Linked DNA regions of Mus musculus: all the other regions are linked to region 3. Evidence: chromatin contacts called from public HiChIP or PLAC-seq and promoter capture Hi-C data. All regions are on one chromosome and are shown on one strand. Each heading gives the region's core, a stretch centred on a gene start, on an enhancer-like site or on the middle of the called end of the contact. The rest is flanking DNA. Distances are from core to core; before and after follow the strand shown. Region 1 has its middle 150 kb from the start of Gm23950. Region 2 has its middle 91 kb from the start of Gm23950. Region 3 holds the start of Trim32 (tripartite motif-containing 32).

Region 1 (2,812 bases), core at 89-2,588, 1.0 Mb after region 3:
AGGTTTTGAAGGACATTTCAGATAGAAACCATAACTGGTTCTCTGTTGCCTGTGGGGACAGTCAAGTTTACTAAACCTGGAACTCCCAAGTGTTTTTCATGTTCTATTGCTTCAGTGTACTCACTGCCCCTGTTATATTAATGATAACCATAAACATGCCTGAGGCAGCTGCCACTAACTGCTTTCCTACAGCTACATTGTGAGGTCTGTATTTTGGCCTTTGGTTTTGTCTATGAGAAACACAGTTTTTGTCCATACCACAGTGTAAGTTTGAGAGGCTCCATGAGCCTCTGTCACACTCTGTCACACCCCCTGGCACATGTCATGCCTTCCTCTGATGGCAGAGAGGACTTGGGTGTAACTGACCATTATATTATTGACTGCATAACAGAAATTCAGATAATTTCAGTAATAAGGCAAGCGTGCAATCTTTTCAATTTTGGAGTTAGATGGTTACAATCACTTGGTCACTCAATAACGTCATTAAAAACTTAGGTTTTTCCTGTCTCCCCCATCGTCCCACTTAGTATAACTTCCTCAAGTAGATTTAAAACATCTATAAAAACTCTGTGGGTAACATGTTGATACCATCAGTGGCTGATAAGAAATTTGGTGGGTTTTATTTCTTCTTAAGAGCAAGGAAACCTTCACTGAAATCTGCCTATTAGTTCTTCTTGTATGTACTTTTGTCCAAAATTATGTTATGTGCCTGTTCCTAAACCAGTCACTGGCAAGGGTAACACAATATCTGTGCCTGGATCACAACAGTATTCCCTCTAATGGAGGGTGTACCCACGCAAAAATCAAAGGGGACTTAGTTTGAAGAAATGGTGAAAATGAGGGGCTATGGTAGGCTGAGCTTCTAACCTTTTTTCAATAAGCCACATCCTTTCCATTTATACAATAATTAATTATTTCTCTGTCTAGTTTCCCTTATTAAATTCAAACCTCCTGGAAGATGGGCTTTTGCTTGATGATGAAAGTTATGTTTCAGATTTCAATACACCTGTTTTGAAATTGAAGCAACAAACTCATACCAGGAGTTTAGCCCGAATTTTCTTGATTTCAACACTCAAAGCCCCATCTACACCCTCAGAAACCCTGAGCAAACCAGCACAATTGGTCACTTCTGTTGAAATCGCATGTGTGCCCGTTAATGCAAATGCTGGGAGTCTACTCACTTAATCCCCCAGTGTTTCATTCAAGAACTACTTCTTGAATGTCCATCGAACACGTGCCAAGCACTATTCAGAAAGTTCTTGTTTTTCTGAACATTCTGACATTGCATTAGCTCTCTCATTTCCCACAATCATGCTGAAAGTGCCCTTGGATGGCCTTGTACATGACCTTCTTCCTGCACCCCATCACTCACAAGCAACGTCAGAGGAAGCCTAGCCACCTGACGAATGGTGCTTGGGAAATCCCCAGGAGTTTTCAGACGCTGTTGCTGGCCTGAAAACCAAAACACCCATAAAAACAGCCAAGGGTCCTGATCTGCTCAGAGAACATGCTGTTCTCTCCTGTTTGTAAGACCATTTCTTGGACAAGCAGCTGCTCTGTTTGCTATATTTGCTGGACTTTTGGCCCTACACAGTCACTATGAGGCAAGGCACATCTCAGACAACGAGCCAGGGAAATGAGGTAATTGTGGCTTTCGATGAATGCTATTTCTGTCTCCTAGGCAATGCTGGCTGGGATATGGAGAACAAGAGGTAGTGTATGTGACACGTTATGGTTCTCTCCACTAAATGGAGATAGATAACACAGGAGTGTGAAAGTCCCCCCTACTAGCCAATTCTCTGAATGATGAATAAATGCAAAGAGGCAACCCTGTTCTCAGTCAAGACCTGCTCCAAGAGGAATATTTCCTTCCCACTGCAGACACTGAGTACAGTGGCCAAAGTGATTCTTTGTAGATTTGACTTCATATAGCCTTATGGAATCTAATCTATGAACCAATCATGGTGTTGGTGTGTGTGTGTGTGTGTGTGTGTGTGTGTGTGCGTGTGCATGCTTTATAAGACCTTTCATAAACAAGAACCAATTATACTGACAGTAAAAAACAGCAAACTGTAAGTCAACATGAAAGAAACCCTGATCACATAAGTGCTATATAAAGGCATGTGTGAGATAAAGTATCTTCCTTACAGCTAGAGATAGTTATATCATTTCTAGGAACTCAATCTGGTACTTCCACAAGTATCAGGTACACACTTGGTATATAGACATTATATGCAAGCAAAACAGGAAATAAACACAAAATAAACAGTAAGTAAACATTTAAAAACAGAAATTTGTCTAGTATGAACTTTCCACAATCTATGGGATCATACATGAGTTAAGAATTATAAAAGGTAGGATTTTGGAATCAGAGTTCTACTGAAGGCTATTGTATTTTCATCTTGGAGACCTTTGGCATCCATTTAATCTTTTCTAGCTTTTTTATGAGCAAACTGGAGATGGATGCTATATGTGACTTTTCACACAGAACTATGAGAAACAAAGCATATGAAGACCATAGCAGAGTGGCTGATGGTCAATACATACAAGCTCTGTAATTGATCATTGCGCATTATAATTGGAAGTTACTATTTATAGACTATCAGCTACTGAGAAGCCTTTTATACTCTATCCTTAAGGAGTAAACTAATCTAGAAACCACTGGTTTCAAATCAGATACTCCTATATTTATAAACATGTCTGCAGGTTGGTTCATAGTGTTATTGCACAACAGTCTTTGTTATCCTGGGAAAGTAACAGTACTGTGTATTATGTACTATTCAGAAAACCTAGTGAAATTTCCTAGCTTCAA
Region 2 (2,836 bases), core at 198-2,697, 1.1 Mb after region 3:
GAAAAGGATACAGAGCTGAGCAGGCTTTCTGGGAAAGGTGACACTTGAGCTTGGCCAGAGAGTGCATGCAAGACTACTCAGGGACACAGGTGAAAGAACAGAAAGTTCGAGGAAAGCAGGGACTCCCCCAGCTCACCCTAGCTTCATTCTTCATGAGCTTCCAATCTCATAGTCCAAAGCATCACCCTCCCCCTTCAGAACCAGCAGCCACATTGACCACAGCCCCCCCCCCCCCAGGTATTATTTAAAGTGCTTTGAGCTCACTAGGTTCTCTGCAAAAAGATTATGGAGGTAGATAGTGTCTCAATTTCTGTGGAGCTGGAAACAAGATCATAGGTATGCACTTGATCCATACATAGGTCTAATATGCCAAGTCTAGTTAGTGGCTCAAGTTGACTACAGCTTTTGTCAAATGATTTAAAAGTTCCAAAAAGCAACAGGGCCAAGAAAGTAAGGGGTTAGTCTGGAGGACTATGCACACGCACCATAATATGCTTGATGAAACAGATCCTTTGTCTGCTAGCATCTGAGTCCAGAGGAAAAGGGTGTGTGTGTGTGTGTGTGTGTGTGTGTGTGTGTGTGTGTGTGTAGTTTCATATGCCAAGAATTCACATTATTTATATTACACAGTGTTATTTGCCTCCATTCTCTCTGCACATGTTCTCAAGATACTGATAAACAATGGCCTATTCTCTCCATTTTGTGAATGAAACACTAAATTTTATGTAGTCTGGTACTTATTTGCATTAAAGGAACCACACACATCGAGTTATGCTCACTAAGATAGGATATCGATATAAACATTGAGTGGATGCTGTCTGACACTGAGAATACTGGCAGTGTGTGGTAGTTTTGGGGACCAGATTAGACACAGGAGGAAAATCTCTGTGAACAGTCAGGGGAAGCAATGTTGTTGGTTATTACATAGCAATTTGCTGGGCACATCCTCAGCATGACTGAATAGCCCCTTTACCCTGAGGCCCACTCTCTTTGTTTATTAAATTAATGATGAATAAAAGCTTCAGTCTTTGTCTATCAGCCTAGGGGATTCATTAGTTATAAAATGAATGTGCTCACCTCAAGTTTTGTTTTCATTGTATTCATTACGTGTCTTCTGAACCCTAGCTTCACTGGAATGTGATTTGTATCCCTGCAAGATCCCTTAAAGCCTTCTACTTTGCTGGGAGCAGGCAGTTCAGAAACAAAACAAAAATAAGGAGAGAGGGAAAAAAAGGAAAGAAAAAAAAACCTTGGAAGTCTATTTCCCTCCCCCCCCCCTTCTTTTTCCTTTCTTTCCAACCCCTCCTCTAGAGAACACCAGAGAAATAAAAATAAAACTGTAATTAAGAAAAGGACTAAGAATAAATTCCACGCATTTAACCAGAGTTCCATCTCTGAACCCAGGAGGATTGGTGCATAGCTGTGGTTGTGCGAGAGGAAGCGTGCAGGGAACTCATGCTGTGCTTTCAACACAGATACAGCTCATGAGGAATAGTTTATCACTTAAACCATCTCCTTAATTCTGCAGAGTAAAGTCAAGACCTCAGAGAAGTCTCAGATACCACCACTGTGGCCACTGGGGTCTCCCATTTCTGGAGTCCCTCTGGCCCAAATAGCTCAGAGCAAATCACAAACATTTATGGACGGAACCCCATGACCCACCCCACCCCCCAAGTGAATATTTTAATATCCCATTCGGCAAAGGGCAGAATGGTAACACAGAGAAGTTCAAGGCTCTTGGCTGCTTGCCATGCAGAGAAAAGTGAGTAGTGGCTGGATTCTGAAAGCAACGAATGGCCAGGTGTGTGGTGGATTATTCCAGCCATGTGCTGAAGAGTGCTGGGCTGTAAGTCAGAAGACCTGGTTTCTGACCCTGGCTCTGTCACTTACTCTCTGGGGAATTTCTTCTCTCTGTGCCTTAATGTCTTCCCCTATAAAACAAAAACCCAACTAGAAGACTGTAAATTCTCTTTTACCTCCAAAAGAGATGAAGGTCTATGTCCAGGAATCCAGGAGACTGGGCAGACTTCTTTATCCTAACTCCTAAGCATGGCATATGCCATCTTTCATAATGAAGCCCTTTGTAACTGAGAAAAGTTGTCTTTTCATTCATTGGGTCTTCCTCCAGGTTCTCTTCTCAAATTCTTTCCAGCTCCACTTTGGAGAACACTTAGTAAATATCTACTAAATTAGTAGAAGTTGTACAGCTGAGTCCTTAGTTCATCTCTGCCTTCCCCTGACCGGAGGGGTCTTGAGGGGCAGAGTTAGGAAAGATTTGGGACACTTTATATACTTGGATAGATTTTAAACTGTAAACAGCTATCAACATGTGGCTTTTCTATGTCATCTACTTTAATTTTTGACAATACCCTTCCAGTTTGGTCTTGATGTACCACACTAATTCTAAGCACTATAATTCTTAGCAACTTATTATCCATCACCTACCATTTGCTAAAGATAATAACAGGATCTAGAGTTACAAAGATGCTTAAGATTTAATTCTTTTCCCGAGGGGCATTCTGTGTCATGGGGAATCAGGCAAGGAGGAAGGTAACTGTAACACATTGCTGTTACTGCAATGAAAGATGATAGATGGGGCTGAGAAGATAGTTTAGTTTGGAGAGTGTTTGTCAAGCATTCATAAGACCATGGTTTAGTCTCTTGCACAGAATCTACCTAGTGTGGCAGTACACATCTGTAATCCCAACACCAGGAACATGGAGGCAGGACAACCAGGATTTAGGATACCTAAAATTCAAAGATGGACTGGACTTCAGGAGCCTCTGTCTCAAATCAAACAAGACAAATAAGTATAGGAAACTAAAAATTTTCAGAA
Region 3 (2,957 bases), core at 381-2,880:
AACCCCTCAACTATGACAACTGACAATGCCTCCATCCAGACACGGTCAAATGTTTCCTGGCAGAACAAAAGCACCCTGTCTGAGAACCCTGGCTTTAGGTAATGGCACAGGCTAAATACTCAGTAGACAGGAGGCTCCGCCTTGTTCCAACCTTGTTTTGTTTCTCACCCAGAACCATTGTCTCTGTGAGCTATAATGGACCTCCTATAAGATAATATTAGGTTGAAGATCATTTTGGCTCATACCTTGGACAGGGAAAAGGCTAGGTAGCAGAAGCCCTTAGGTAGTTCACTGCTTCTTCCCCAAGGCCTATAATATCGGGTCTGTGATGAGGAGGTGGGGGTGGTCAGAGTGGGTATAGTCAGAATACATGCCTGCCTCAGGATTAAAGGGCCTTTAGTTAGTAAGTGAGGAAGAATCTGCCCTTCAAAGAATGTCAAACTCTCCTTCAGGATTTCTGAAGACTGGTGTCTTTATTCCCAAACCCTTACATTCTCCTAAATTCCATTCATTTATACATAGTTTATTTATAAATTACTTTCAGGTCCCTGGGTCTCCAGAAGACCCTCTGGGTTCAGTTATGCCAAGACCAAAACAAAAACAAAAACAAACAAAAACCTCCTAAGAACCTACTCACAAATTTCATTTGGTTTTGAATTCTATAATCTAGTTACAGCATTCACTCCCCACCATTCATTCTCCACAAACCTCATTCTCAACGCTAAATCCCAAATCTATCATTCAACCTTTTAGACTGTATGCTGCAGCCTTGCAATTCACCAATAGCTCTTATGTGTCCCTCATCCCTCCAATACATCCTTTAATCTATTTTCAAATTCCCACATCTATCACCCCTGTATGCCATCTCCAAACTCCAATCCTGTACCTCAGATTTCTGCCCTCCTTCAATCTGATCGCTCATCTGCCCATCATCCCCATCTTGTACTGGGCCACCTCCAACCCCCGCCCCCCACCTCCGCCCCCGTCCTGCCTCACGTGTTGCCTTCAAACCTTTGCTGCGATTTTCTAACTGGGTACTGATTCCCTCGGGAACTCACCCCTCAGTCTTTCCCAGATTCCGCTACAGAAATCCCTTTCTCTTCAGCAATTAGGATCTTCCAAGACCTTGGCTGTTTTGATCTCAGATCTTGCTATCATTACACCGATCTCCTCAAAGCCCCTAAGATTCTGCCCGCCAACACCCAACCTCATCCAGGCCTGCCAAATTCCTTTATGCTTTCTGATATTCTGCACCCAGATACCTCCAGGGACGTCAGATCCTCCCATCTCCCACATGCTGCACCCCGTCTCTCCGCATGGCCCCCACATTACCTCATACCTCCCGACATGCTGCAACTGCAAATTTCCTCAGCCCCTTTGCTCCCCTCCCCCAGCTGCATCTCATCTCCGCCGAATCGCTCCTGAGCCCGTCCCTTCCGAATCCGATCCTGCCACTCCGATCCAGTCCCCAAATCCTGCCATTCAATCTTGGATCCCCGCGACCCACCACAGTCCCTGGTCGCAGACCCTCCTTCCCGCCCCCTACCTGACCGCCCGCAGCTCCGACGCGAGTCCACCGCTGCCAGCCCACCCGCCCGCTGCCTTCTGCGCATGCGCTAGCACGTCCTTCCCATGGCAGTCGCCAATTCGTACAGTCGCCTGCCCGTCAACTTGCCCCGCCTCCCGAGGCATGCTGGGGCTTGTAGGTCTGTGGGCTCAGCGCCCGCGGCCCAGCTGAATAGATAGGGATGGCTCCGGAAACCTAGGCCATTGCAGCTTTCTGCCCCGTTTCAGAGTCTAAACATGGTTAGTCAATGCTAATCCCCCAGTAGTAGTCTCCAGAAAGTTCGGGCACTTTGCAGACAGACGCCTCTTTGAAGAAGACAAGCACACTCCCTTCAAAGAGCTGCAGGTCCCCGGGCTAGGTGTTTCTGCCTGTGACACATCCCAAAGTGGAGTCACTGAACACATGCCCCTTAGGAAAGACGTTTTCTTTGCCAAACAGCGCAGAGGCGGATAGCAGAGGGAGAAACAGGGAAAAGCCTGCATTGAGCCTTGTCAGACGGGAGGTTTTGTGGCCAGGACCTCCTGGTCCTGAAGGTAGTTTGTGGACAGGTAATACCTGCTCCTGAATGCGATAAACACACAGTACTAGTGAGGAATATGAAGGAATCTGAAATATTATGCTCTCATATTTGAAATTCCACCTAGCTGTGTACCCTCTGCACAATGATAAGACAACAAAACAAAAACAGTAATACCTTTAGACACTTTCCGACAGACTACAGACTTTGAAAAGAAGCTGAGACCTAGGGGTTAAAAGGCAAAGTAACCAGTTTCTACCTGTCAGAACCTGGCTTTAATTTCCCAGAATCACTCTTAACTTCATTTTTCTACTTCTTTATCTCAAAATAAAGTTAAGGATTGTTTTGATGAGTTACTAATAACTCAGAAAGGTGGGAAAAGTAAATTTATCCCCTTCCCCCACCTCACTCCCGCCCCTGTCCCACACATCTTGTCCAAGGTTCGGTATACACCTGGCATCGATTTTGATGGAACTCTGAACCAGGCTATTCATTCTCCAACTTGTTTCTCTTCTCAGTGATTCAGGAGTTCTCACATGATTTTATCCCTGGCCGGATTTCCTGATTATACATTCTGAGTACAATTTGATATCTCAGATAATTCTAGAGCCCTGAGCCAACCCAGGCACCCAGAACTCCCAAGGCTTTCCCAGAGAATATGTGACTCAAAGTTCCTTGAAGAAATTATATCTGTGCTGGCAATTCTATGGACTGACCAAATACCTAGAACTGGGAAAGGATAAAACATATTGTAGACACATAGTCAATTTATCTTGGGCTAGCTTTAGTTCTCTTAATGGCCATTTATTAACAACCTATGACTCTGGCCTAACAATCTTCTGACTATAAGGTAAACCATTGGAATGTATAGTT

The links. Promoter capture Hi-C pulls out the DNA fragments that hold promoters and counts their contacts. HiChIP or PLAC-seq counts read pairs in DNA pulled down with a chosen protein or histone mark.
Region 1: a contact with region 3 is called in a promoter capture Hi-C map of hippocampal neurons, with 5 times the contacts expected there. The contact joins the enhancer-like site here to the promoter of Trim32 in region 3. A contact is called at or near these places in 9 of 39 promoter capture datasets (the 3T3-L1 cell line, cranial neural crest, frontonasal cranial neural crest and 4 more) and 1 of 115 datasets of contacts at active chromatin or transcription factors (stem cell-derived neural progenitor cells).
Region 2: an H3K27ac HiChIP or PLAC-seq map of the NIH/3T3 cell line shows a contact between it and region 3, with 10 times the contacts expected there. The contact joins the enhancer-like site here to the promoter of Trim32 in region 3. A contact is called at or near these places in 17 of 39 promoter capture datasets (the 3T3-L1 cell line, 3T3-L1-derived adipocytes, the C10 cell line and 11 more), 41 of 484 Hi-C or Micro-C datasets (the AML12 cell line, the MC3T3-E1 cell line, MC3T3-E1-derived osteoblasts and 28 more), 10 of 115 datasets of contacts at active chromatin or transcription factors (the NIH/3T3 cell line, cardiomyocytes, embryonic forebrain and 5 more) and 1 of 9 other capture datasets (adipose tissue).

What each region holds. Positions count from the first base shown.
Region 1 is chr4:64,593,942-64,596,753 of GRCm38.p6, reverse strand. No RefSeq gene overlaps it. Among named protein-coding and RNA genes, the nearest start is that of Gm23950, 150 kb to the right of the region's middle. Within about 2 kb of position 1,338, at least 35 of the 459 cell types and tissues checked have an H3K27ac peak or open chromatin away from gene starts, as enhancers often do.
Region 2 is chr4:64,534,687-64,537,522 of GRCm38.p6, reverse strand. No RefSeq gene overlaps it. Among named protein-coding and RNA genes, the nearest start is that of Gm23950, 91 kb to the right of the region's middle. Within about 2 kb of position 1,447, at least 15 of the 459 cell types and tissues checked have an H3K27ac peak or open chromatin away from gene starts, as enhancers often do. A contact at or near this core is called in the NIH/3T3 cell line and adipose-derived mesenchymal stem cells, where this site is marked.
Region 3 is chr4:65,603,659-65,606,615 of GRCm38.p6, reverse strand. It overlaps Trim32 (tripartite motif-containing 32), which reads right to left and starts at 1,630. Exons shown (of 2, transcript NM_053084.2): 1 at 1,547-1,630. All of the region lies in intron 16 of Astn2 (astrotactin 2), which reads left to right.